2 separate regions of the Mus musculus genome follow, and region 1 is linked to region 2. Evidence: chromatin contacts called from public Hi-C data. All regions are on one chromosome and are shown on one strand. The core of a region is the stretch at or near the end of the contact, and the rest is flanking DNA. Distances in the headings are between cores, read along the strand shown. Region 1 overlaps Ksr2 (kinase suppressor of ras 2). Region 2 overlaps Ksr2 (kinase suppressor of ras 2).

Region 1 (5,528 bases), core at 1,539-4,038, 110 kb before region 2:
GTAAGAAAAATATCTGGTATTTTCTAGCGTCAAAAAACCTGGCTTTCATTCTTTCTGCTGGGGCAGGGAATGCCCAGCCCTCTCAGCCCTGGGGTGGCCTTCCCCACCATGGTCACAAGAACAAGCATCTATGGCTAATCAGTCCACTCCTCCCTAGTAAGGTATGCACCAGAGCCAAGAAGGTGTGTCCCCTTCCTATTTACACACACAGACACTGTCATCCCTTCATCCAGAACAGCAGTCCCCAACCTGTGGGTTGTGACTCCCTTGGAGGGTTCCATGGCCCTTTCCCGGAGTCACCTAAGACTACTGGAAAACACAGATATTTGCATCACAGTTCATAACAGTAGCAAAATTACAGTTACAAAGTAACTGTAGCAATGAAAATAAATTGTATGGTTGGGATCACCGCTACATGAGGAAATGTATTAAAGAGTCGCAGCATTTAGGAAGGGAGCAGCTCAGATAGAGGGGTTCAATACACAGTCCCTGGTCCCCAGTGTCATGTGCCTTCCTATGCCCAGTGTCCACCTATATCCATGGCTTGTCTTCAGTTGGCTGACTAAGCTGCTGACTCTGTCCACCTTGGGCTAGAACTGGCTGGAGAAAGCTAAGTCAATAAGGAGAATCAAAGACTTGTTCCTCTGTCCTTAGAGCTTTTATGTCCCAAGGGGACACAAGTCACGCCCCCTCCCAAGACTCATGATCAGGGAGACAGAGGTCACATGCCAACACCAATTTTGAGCCATGGGAGGACATCTTGAAAGTGCACCCTTCCATTATGGCCAAGCTTTCAGATCAGAACACAGCCCTGCCCACATCCAGATGGCACCTCCACGAGAGACCAGTATCCAAGCTATCCAGCTACTCTACCCTAAAATTCATAACCCGTAGATCTTCTGGGGTGACAAATATTCACACGTTTTAATTTTTGGTTTATGTCAGGGTTGGGGATTGAATCTAGGACTCCTCACATGCTAGGCAAGTGTTCTACCCTAAGCTATATCCCCAGTCCCTTCTTGCTGTTTTAAGCCATTAAACTTTGAGGCACAATCACATTGCTTAATGGCACTTAGGTCAACATTGGATATATGACAGTGGCCTCATGAAATGACAGCATTTGCTAACATCACAGGTACCTTACTTTTGGGTACATACGCTCTACAATGTTCCAGCAACAACACAATTGCTTAATGCCATGTGTCTCAGAACATACCCCTGCCATCTAACAAAGTGTGACTGCAGTTTGTTACACAGCAGGTAATACGGGCAGTGTTTAAAGAGAAGGAACAGGTAGTACCCAGTACAGTTAATTAAAATGTTTTAAAATGGTGACTCAGTAAATGGATGAATTTAGGGAAAGGGGGAGGGACGGAAATGAGTTAAATGAGAATAGGCCTAAGAGAGATGCTTTAATGGATAAACACATTTGCTTGGCAAATTTCAGGACCTAGCTGCAGATCCTCAGAACCTATGTAAAGTCAGATACAGGAGCAAAAATGTCTGTAACTCCAACATTCCCGTGGAGACTTTCGAAGTTGGGGCTGGGGATTTAGCCAAGCAAGCACAAGACCCTGGGGTTCGGTCCTCAGCTCAGAAGGGGTAGGGGTAGAGACAGAAGAATCCTGGATGTTCACAGGCCATCTGCCTCTACAGCAGTGAGCATGGGGCCCTGTCCCAAACAAGATGAGAGATGAAGACAGATAGATACCAAGGTTGTCCTCTGCCAGTATATGCTTGCTCTCTCTCTCTCTCTCTCTCTCTCTCTCTCTCTCTCTCTCTCTCTCTCACACACACACACACACACACACATACACACACACACACACACACACACACACACACACACACACACACACACATTAAAGCAAAACTGAGAAGAGGCGAAGGAATTTCCAGCCTTCACTTTCCATAGAAAACCTTCATTCCTGTGTTCCTGTGGTGAAACAATTTAGGTCACTTTCTCTGTATACATAAGAAATACAGAACTTCAAAGGCCTTGGGATGTTAAGGGTCCTTTTTTCTTTTACTATGTGTGCAGGGTACTATCAGAGAGCTAACATTCTCACCTGAATATACCCTATTAGCTCTTGCCCCTGGCTAAAGCAGGAAACCTCTTCCCAGAGTACAGGCCCCCACTCCCAGAACACCCCACTATTAAAGACTAGCTGGAGAGGGCCACTGTGCCCGGTCAGAACAACAATGTTGCCAGCCCAGGTTCCTGGCACCAGGGTGTTGGATGAAATCTTTAGGAACATTGTATCTCAGTCCAATGAAATACAATGTCCTCTCTGGTTTTCTTTACTCCCTTAACTGCTAGGGCAAGCCCACCAGCTCCCTCAGGAGCAGCTGGTGTCACACCCTTCCAATTCAGCCATCTTTTTCTTCTTCCTGCTTGTCATTCATTCCTCATTCATTCATTCATTCAAACGTAAAAACACTGAAAGTAGGCCCGGGGCCATACTTGATTGAGGAATTATTTGTAGGCCAGCAGCACTACCAGCCTGACTAAGAATCGTCTGCCTCTGTGTGGTTGCCTTTGTATTCACATTGAAGTTCAAGATTCGTCTTTGTTGTGTATTTCCTCATACGCGTGTGACGAGTGTGTGGGTGAACGTGCATGTATTATATGCACGTGGAGGGCAGAGGTTGGCATCCAATGTCTCCTCAACTGCTCTCCACCTTATCGACTGTATTGGGTCTCTCACGTGAACCCAGAGCTCAGCGGTTCACCTCGTCAAGTTAGCCAACCTATCCAGGCATCCCCATGCCTTGGCATTGCAGACTCCATGCCACAACCACCTGGCATTTACACGGGTGCCTGAGATCCCAACTCAGACCCTCACCCACTTCTTGAAGCCCACTCTCAGAAATTCTTAGTTATTATCTCCTCAGATTTTCCTTTGCCTCTTTATTTTGCCCCTGGAATCTCAAACACAAGGCTGTGCCAACCCCAAACCACCCCTAAGCATCCTGTAGAAACTCTACAGCATTTTCCATAACCTGCCACTCTCTGCTTCAATGTGGATATTTTCTTCTAACCACTCTTCCAGTTTACTGATCCTTTCACCCGTATCCAGTCTGTAATCAAACCCGTGTCTTATTACCAGCTTCCGGTATTGCTGTTGTGATTGTTAGAGAGCCCATCCTTGTTTTGCATGGGTCCCTGATATCTGTGCAAAGTCTCCATCTTCCTGTGAAGTCTCTTGCATAGCTCATAGAGATTTAACGTCTCACAGTAAAATGTAAACAACTAAGATGAGAGCCCACCAAGAAGGCACACATTTCAACAGGACAGAGTGACAGAAGCCAGATATCAGAGGGAAAAAAATGACTTCATTTGTTTCTATGTACTTCTAGACAGAAGCCAGATGGCTCATGGTTTCAGAAGGGTAAAGGGGACACAAGGTAGCGAGAATGAGAACTCTGGGGGTGGGGACTGTATGGCCATTGCTGTGGCATTCATACAGAACTATCCACCAAACAATATATTTTAAATACGTGCCATCTATTTTATCTCAAAACACTGGTTATTAAAAACAAAACAAAAACTAAATTGAGCCCACTGGGAGATAGCTGCTAATGCTGGCAAATCCCAGGACATAAGAATTCAAACTGGATTAAATCATGGTAAAGTCAAAAAGTCTGTATTTGGTAAATTAAATATCTGGCTCTCCTCAGGGTCTGGGTTTTTGTTTTTTGTTTTTTGTTTTTTTTTTTTTTTTTTTTGAGGGGGGTGTTTGGGTTTTTTCTTTTCCTTTCCTGGTTTTCAGTCATATGATTTTTGTCTCCTAATATGTCTGGTAAATTTTTACTGAATTCCTAAAATTAGAGGAGACAATTGGAGTTGCTTAGTGATGTCACCTCTCTCTAGGGAGAACTTAATTTTCTCTTCTGGCAGGCATCCGGGAGGTTGGTCACATTAATCCAGTCAGGTTTGGGGCAGATCTGATGCTAGGATTTATTTTTATAAACAATGATTTATTTCTAGTTTAGCCTTATGTGCAGAATACAATCCCTCGGGTCCCTGCTGCACACAGCAGCATTTATAAGGGCCTCCTTCTGCTTTGTAAATCTTGGGATCCATTATTCCCCTAGCAACACAACAGGAAGTTCTCTTCAGCTTCTTAGACTCTTGGCTGCCATATTGGAATTAGCAATGACTCCCGGAGGCCATTTTGGAACTAGCATAGACTTCTGGCAGCCATGTTGGAATTAGTAACAGCCTCAGAGGAAAAGTAACATTGAGCTCTGAATTCACCTTAGGACCTCTGTTCTTTCTAGGATGACAGCTACTCAAGCTCAAGCTCTAACTTGGTACCTTGCTGATGCCTTCTAACAAGTTTTAAAACAATATTTTGGTACCACATTCCCAAGTTCTTCTTGATAGCAGTATAACTCGCCATGGCATTCTAAAAGCAGGCATTCTTGTGGGATGCTAGGAAAACCTTGGGAACCTTGGAGCCTCCCTTCAAGAAACTTGTTATGCATGTTTGAGAAAGACTACAGTACTGTGTGCAAGGCTGCCAAGCCAACACCCTAGGATATGCTCTCCCCAGCATCAGACATGACTTAGTAATCCCATCCACGAATGCGGGATAAGATCATATCTGCCCACTCTTCCTGGACCTCAGCATCACAACCTCCTCCCAACACCACCTTCATGTCCTTCTTTTCTTCTTCTTCTTCCTCTCCTCCTCCTTTTTCATAACTTACTGAGTCCAAACTATGCTGCTTGTATGTTCCCGAGTGTAGGGTACCATCCACTGGAGCACGGGTAACCTACCATGGGCCACAGCACAGAAGGAAACCCATTCTCCTTCCTCCAATAGCCATCAAGTGTGCACAGCTCTCACATGCATAAGACTGCCCAGAGCTCTCCTGTGCGTAAGACTGACTCTCCAAAGTGGGATTTGAGCAGTGGGGATGATTTTTTTTTCAGGCCTCCTCATTTAGGAGAAAAAGGTACAGACAGGGGATTTTGAGATGAATTTGGTAACGTGCCGGTTTGTCAGACAAAAATCACAGGACTAGACAGCAGACAAGATTACTTGAACATCTCCGCTGAACACCTCAAGATTTGTTCAGCAGAACTTCACCTCATCTTCTCAGGACAAAATCCAGACTATGTAATCCAGTGGAGCGTGTCCAATTCCAGTAACAGATTAAAGCCCATCAAACCGGAGTTCTACAGTAAAGAGAGACGAATTTATCTTGATCTCATGACAACATTCTTAACATGGAGTCAGGCTGCTCCTTCACAGGATCCTGCACAGGTCTTATGCAGCCAGCCAAGGTTGCCGTGAGCTCATGAGTGTGACAGCCATGTCTGACTCAGAAGGACACCACATCGGCGACATTCGATCCAGTTCAACCCCTTACGATCTTTCTCTCCCCTCTTCCTTGCTGCTCTCTGGGCTCCAGGCGGAAAGACAGATGCCCCAGTTGTGAGCAAGTTCCATCTTTTAAATTATTTATTTGGGGGCGGGGGGTAGTGGCTGATGCCACTGTGTGGCCATGGGGAGGTC
Region 2 (5,812 bases), core at 1,267-3,766:
CAAATCAGGTATGGGGAGGGGAGGCTCATGCTGTAATTCCAGCAATTGGGAGGTGGACACCAGTGGATCAGAAGCTCCGGGTCATCTTTGTCTACACATTACATTCAAAGATTCTATGTGTGAGTTGAAGAACTGTCCTTTTGTAAAAGAAGAGCCAAAGGCCCAGAGAGGCTAAGTAACTCTCCCCAGGATGACCCAGCTGGTAACAAAACAACTTTCAAAGCTCAGTTGACCAATGTCCATGATGATCTTTAGTACCTCCTATGTTAGACTTAAGTGTGACCCTCTGCCTCTGCTCTGTGGTCACAGCTCAAGCATGTTATCCACACTTTAGAGAGTACCAGTGAGAACCAGACAATCAGGGGCTCTGACCACCGCCATCTCAATCCCAGGAGTGTGGACAGTGTGCAGGGCCCGGCCCAGAACAGCACTGAGCAAGCCTCACCCCAAACTCTTGGACGGCACACCCTGCTTCCTACTTCTCCAGCTCTGACCACAAGTTTCCAAAGAACACCCAGAATCCAAAGCCCCTGCCTGTCCCCTGCGGAACTTGTCAAGTCCTTGTGGAAAACACCAGATTCCCTCTCTGTCTTTCTACCCAAATGTCCTTGGCATACCTCTGTAAAACAGAAACTATGCCCGGGAGAGCTGACATTTCCGTGGTCACTTCTAAAAGTACAAAGTCAGTCTCTGGGTCAGCGGTTCTCAACCTCTATAGGTTACGACCCCTTTGGAGGTTGGATAACCTTTCACAGGGGTCACATATCAGATATCCTGCATATCAGATATTTATATTACGATTCATAACAGTAGCAAAATTGCAGTTATGAAGTAGCAGTGAAAGAATTTTATGGCTGTGGGTCACCACCGCATGCAGAACTGTGTTAAAGGGTCACAGTGCTAAGAAGGTTGAGAACCACTGAACTAGGTCCTGAGGGACATAGCCTGCTCTAACACCACCTGCAAACAGGGTAACCTTGGCTTCCCCTCAGGACTGATGAACCAAGTCAACCACACTCTGCTCCCGCTTGGAATCAGTCACCATTGAAAATGAAGACACAGAAGTTGTCATTGTCTTCCTTAGAACCCCACCCCCGACCCCATCTCTCCCCTTTCTGACTAACCTCACCCTCTCTTTTCCTCCCCCAAGCCCTTGTCCAGGTTTGTCCCATTCCCATCTCTTCGGGTCTCACTTTGCCTCATCCCCACAGCCCACTGACAGCTTCTCCTGTACCCAGGAGGTCAGGATTCCACAACCATCAGGTACCATTGTCTTTATATCCATCTTCAATGTCCTCTGCTCCACAATTCCCCATACTTCCTCAGCCCCCCAAATTTTCCTGTTTCATCTGTCCAGTCACCTCTGCAGCTGACTCTTGCTCTGTACCTTACTGTGTCACAATTGTCCCCAAAGATAAGAATCATTCCCTAAGTCCCTTGGATCTAACACTGGCTTGGTACAATGAATGATCCACAACCACAAAAGCAACTTGAATCCACTTGTTCACAAACACTCGTGTCAGAATCAGTCAGGAAACCACAGAAATAACCAGTCAAGGGCTGGGGAACTCTGAAAATCTTTTCTGTAAAGGGCAGGATAGAATATATTTGTTGTAACCACTGAGTCTTGCCATTACAGCAGAAAGCAGAGGTAAACAATATGTAAATAAGTGGGTGTGGCTATGTTTAAATAAAACTTTATTTAAGATGCAAATGGTGGGCCAGATTTGGTATAGTTTCCTGGACCCTGAATTAGACTATTCAGTACATGAGACATGAAGCAGACAGCCTCATTGTTAGCAAAGACTCCTCTATTTTCCTGCAGACATAGATGAAAGAGGAGAGAGAGAGAGAGAGAGAGAGAGAGAGAGAGAGACCCCTCTGGCCCTTAAAGCAGCCACGGGCAGAACAAAATTTAACCCAAAGTGAGCAACAGATTCATCTAAAGAGACAAGGTGACCAGCCACCAACAGAAGATTCCAGAAGACAGGGCACTGTTTGGGCATTACCATTTCTATTATTCCTATTATTGATGCTGTCACTTCTGTTGATGCGTTCTGGCCTAACCGATGTCTAGAGAAAGAAAGAAAACAGAAGCAAAAATTAGCTGCAGGGCAGAGGGGGGGGAGGGGAGCAGAAACCCATCGGAAATTTAATTAAATAAATAGATTTCTTGACTAGGAGAGAAAGGAGATGTGACATGTTCCCAAATCTGACTTCCTGCAAGCCCCTGCTTCCTGGAGAAGTGGCAGAGTGGAGAATTGAAAACTAGCCCCCACCTCAGAACAAGTGGCTCTCCGACACCCCTATCTCATACACTCCTGTCGCACTTGATCACATCCACCCACACGGGCAGGGGCTCCTTTCTCTCTCTTACCCTCCACCAATAAACACATCGGCAGAGAAAGCCTGGGTTCTTTCTAAACTGCCTCCTGAGAGCTCACTTCTCGGCTCATGCTTTCCCCCAAACAGCCTTGCGTAACCTCTTTACTTCCAGAGATTTCATGCCTCGCCTGTTCCACGCCGACAAATGTGCCATCTGGCCAGTCTCTCACTAGAATCGGAAAGGGACAGCCAGAGCCTGTTCCTTTGTGGGTCCCTCATCCAGAAATTGGGAGCAAGAACACCAGGCTTCGGTTTGAAAGCTCCCTCAGCAGGTGATGGTGCTTACAGCCAAACCTGGAGAGCTGAGTTTGATCCTTGGACTCCTCATGGTAGGAGAGGATCAGCTCTTCAAGTTGTCCTCTGACCAAAAGTGTATGTGTGCTCGCTCCCTCGCTCCCCCTTCTTACTCTCTCTCTCTCTCTCTCTAGCATTCTCTCTCTCTCTCTCTCTCTCTCTCTCTCTCTCTCTCTCTCTCTCACACACACACACACACACACACACACACACACACACCCCAAATTGACATAATACTCTCTTTTAAATGTCCTTAGAGCTGGAGAGATGCCTTAGCGGTTAAGAGCACTGACTACTCTCCCAGAGGTCCTGAATTCAATTCCCAGCAACCACAAGGTGGCCCACAACCATCTGTAATGGTATCTGGCGCCCTCTTCTGGTGCATCTGAAGATAGCGACAGTGTATTCATAGACATAAAATAAATAAATCTTCAAATGCCCTTAATCCACAAATAAGGTAGCTGGGGAAAGTAAACTGGAGTTGGAGGAATATTCTGGGAGGACTGGGGATGGATTAAAACCATGTAGGTGTGAACACTACACAGCACGTGTAGTTGCTGCCTTGGTAGCAACAAGATACGGTTCGCCTGTATCTGATCTCATTTCATTCCCAAAACAACCCCAAGGGTGGTACTGAGAGACCAAACCAAGAACAACACACCTTGCAGGCTAAGGTTCTCTTTGCTCTTAGGACCGTTAACAAGTTCCTTCTTGTCCTGTGGTAGGTCATTCTGAGTTAAAGTTTCTATTTGCAACTAAGAATAAGTGCCTTTTTCTTGGATCCGATGTAAAGTGCAAAACATGTTTTTCAGCCTACACTAAACTGGGGACAAGATGTATAATATCCTTACCCTGTTCCTTCCCTTTCATTGTATCTTTGTAACAATGTATCAAGCCGACTCTCCCGCCCCTGTGAATGCTTTATCCCTCCTATAAAAAGGACTTCAAGAAGCCAGCAGAGGCGTCTCTCCCAAATCCCCACTTAAGGTAAGACCAGGCTGACCAGTCCCAGATGCACCCCAAAATACAACTTGCTTTAAATAGGCAACTGTGGATCTGATCTTTTTTCCTCTTGATTCTCCTCTGGTTTAACAGTATTTCCAGGCCAGGCAGTGCCAACCCAGAGAGGCCAAAGGCCACAGAGCAATCACCCTGCAGAGTCCTGGGAACACAGCAGGTACTCGATGGGTGCTGGTTCCCACTTAATGTGTGCATGAGCGGCATGCTAAGGCCAGGCCATCTTGGTCACCCTCACCTCAAGAGTCAGTGAACCCACCTCTGTTTTTAAGGACACACCAACAACGACAACAAAGGGTTTCTTTTCCCCCTATCAAGTTTGTATCATGACGGTCCAGCAAGAGAGTCAACTGAAGTGTTAATGTGGTTTTTTTTTTTTACATTTTGTTTGTTTTATTTATGTTTGTGTGTTCATGTGTGTACATGTGTAGAGGTCAGAGGACAACCTGCAGGGACGGTCTCTTCTTCTTCTATGTAGGTCTCAAGAGTCTAGCTTGTCAGCAGACAAGCACCTTGCTCTGATGAGCCATCTCACCAGCCTCTAACTGGCTTTTGTGTGCAGAGATGATGCCCACATCTCTGGTACAACGCAGCCCACTGACAAAACTCCCAATAGACTCTCAGAGGACGGGCCAGCATCCAGCTGGCATTGCAGAGCAAGCCAGGGGCAGGGCTGACCCAGTAGAGCATCCCTTTATACTCCAAAGTCCAAAGTTCCAAAGTTCCACTACCCTACCCTTTCTCCTTCCTCCCCACCAACATGCCCCTGTTCCCTCCTCCTCCTAGGACATCCAACCATCTGCCAGCACTTCCTGGATGTGGCTAGCACACTGTCCTTGAAACGGTCATGGCTTTCACTCGGGATGTGAACCCCCCACCCTCGAATTCAGCCTGTGCTCTTGAAGCTCCAGAGATTTCAGACAAATCTGACTAAATCCTGTTGGGTGACCTTGGCCAAAATGCCTGCCTTCAAGATGAAGGCGACTACCGCAGCCACAGAGCGAGCTCCTCCAGGTGACACTGACTTCATGACTGTCCCGGGTGCAGCCTTGGCCATCCATCGCTCTGAGCTTAACTCTTCTCATACAACAGACAGCGCAAGATCTGCCTGAAAAGGTGTGGTTCTGGGGTCCTCCACAGAAGCGTCTGTGCACACAGCGTGTGCAAAGAGCCCATTGTGGGCACAAACCTGCTCCCACTGACCATCAGGGCAAGACAAACATCCGTGAAGAGAGTCACGCAAGATGAGCACATTTCATATCATTTCCACATTCATTGGCTCTGAGACATTCAAAAAAGACCAAGCCTTTCTTCAGAAGGATATCACTCACACACACACACACACACAAACACACACCACCACCACCACCACCACCACCACCACCACCACCACCACCACCATCTCAACTGTTTCTGGGCCCTACAAGCCACTGTAAATACCTTAGCTAAAAAAGAAAAAGAAAAGAAAGAGGAAAGGGAGAGAGAGAGGGAAGGAAGGAAGGAGGGAAGGAGGGAAGGAGGGAAGGAGGGAAGGAAGGAAGGAAGGAAGGAAGGAAGGAAGGAAGGAAGGAAGGAAGGAAGGGGAAGGGGAAGGGGAAGGGGAAGGGGAAGGGGAAAGGAAAGGGAAGGGAAGGGAAATAAAAAAGTCTGGACTTAGAACTACCACATCCAAACATACTTTAAGGATACTCTGCATAAGCCCTAGACCTAAGATCACTTCCTCTTCTTCCCATAACTCTTTGGCACAAAGGTCAAAGGGCAATGGGAGGAGCTGTGACCCTGCCTAGGAACTGAAACTACTCTCTAAGACAACATGGACACTTGAACCCCACTTTCTCCCAGCAGGGACCTCACTAACATCCACCTTGAAACATCTATGGACTTTTTAAAGATTTCTTTTCATCTAATGTTTGCCTTAATATTGCATTGCACCAAGGGGGGAAGGGGTGCAGTACCTGATGATGCCAGAAGAGGGCGTCAGACATTCCCCCCCCCCCCAGGAGGGGGGTTACAGAAGGTTGCGAGCCACCATGTGGCTACTAGGAATGAAACCACGGTTCACAATTAAAGAAGCCAGTGCTCTTAACCACTGAGCCATCTCTCAAGACTGCCGGCT

The links. A called contact is a pair of places that touch in the nucleus more often than the background predicts.
Region 1: a Hi-C map of the N1E-115 cell line shows a contact between it and region 2, with 2.1 times the contacts expected there. The contact joins two enhancer-like sites. A contact is called at or near these places in 5 of 484 Hi-C or Micro-C datasets (the N1E-115 cell line, cortical neurons, embryonic ectoderm and 2 more) and 1 of 9 other capture datasets (embryonic stem cells).

What each region holds. Positions count from the first base shown.
Region 1 is chr5:117,633,756-117,639,283 of GRCm38.p6, reverse strand. The region is part of intron 5 of Ksr2 (kinase suppressor of ras 2); the gene reads right to left. Among named protein-coding and RNA genes, the nearest start is that of Gm42013, 150 kb to the right of the region's middle. Within about 2 kb of position 2,788, at least 3 of the 459 cell types and tissues checked have an H3K27ac peak or open chromatin away from gene starts, as enhancers often do. A contact at or near this core is called in the N1E-115 cell line, where this site is marked.
Region 2 is chr5:117,519,910-117,525,721 of GRCm38.p6, reverse strand. The region is part of intron 3 of Ksr2 (kinase suppressor of ras 2); the gene reads right to left. Among named protein-coding and RNA genes, the nearest start is that of Gm42013, 38 kb to the right of the region's middle. Within about 2 kb of position 2,516, at least 7 of the 459 cell types and tissues checked have an H3K27ac peak or open chromatin away from gene starts, as enhancers often do. A contact at or near this core is called in the N1E-115 cell line, where this site is marked.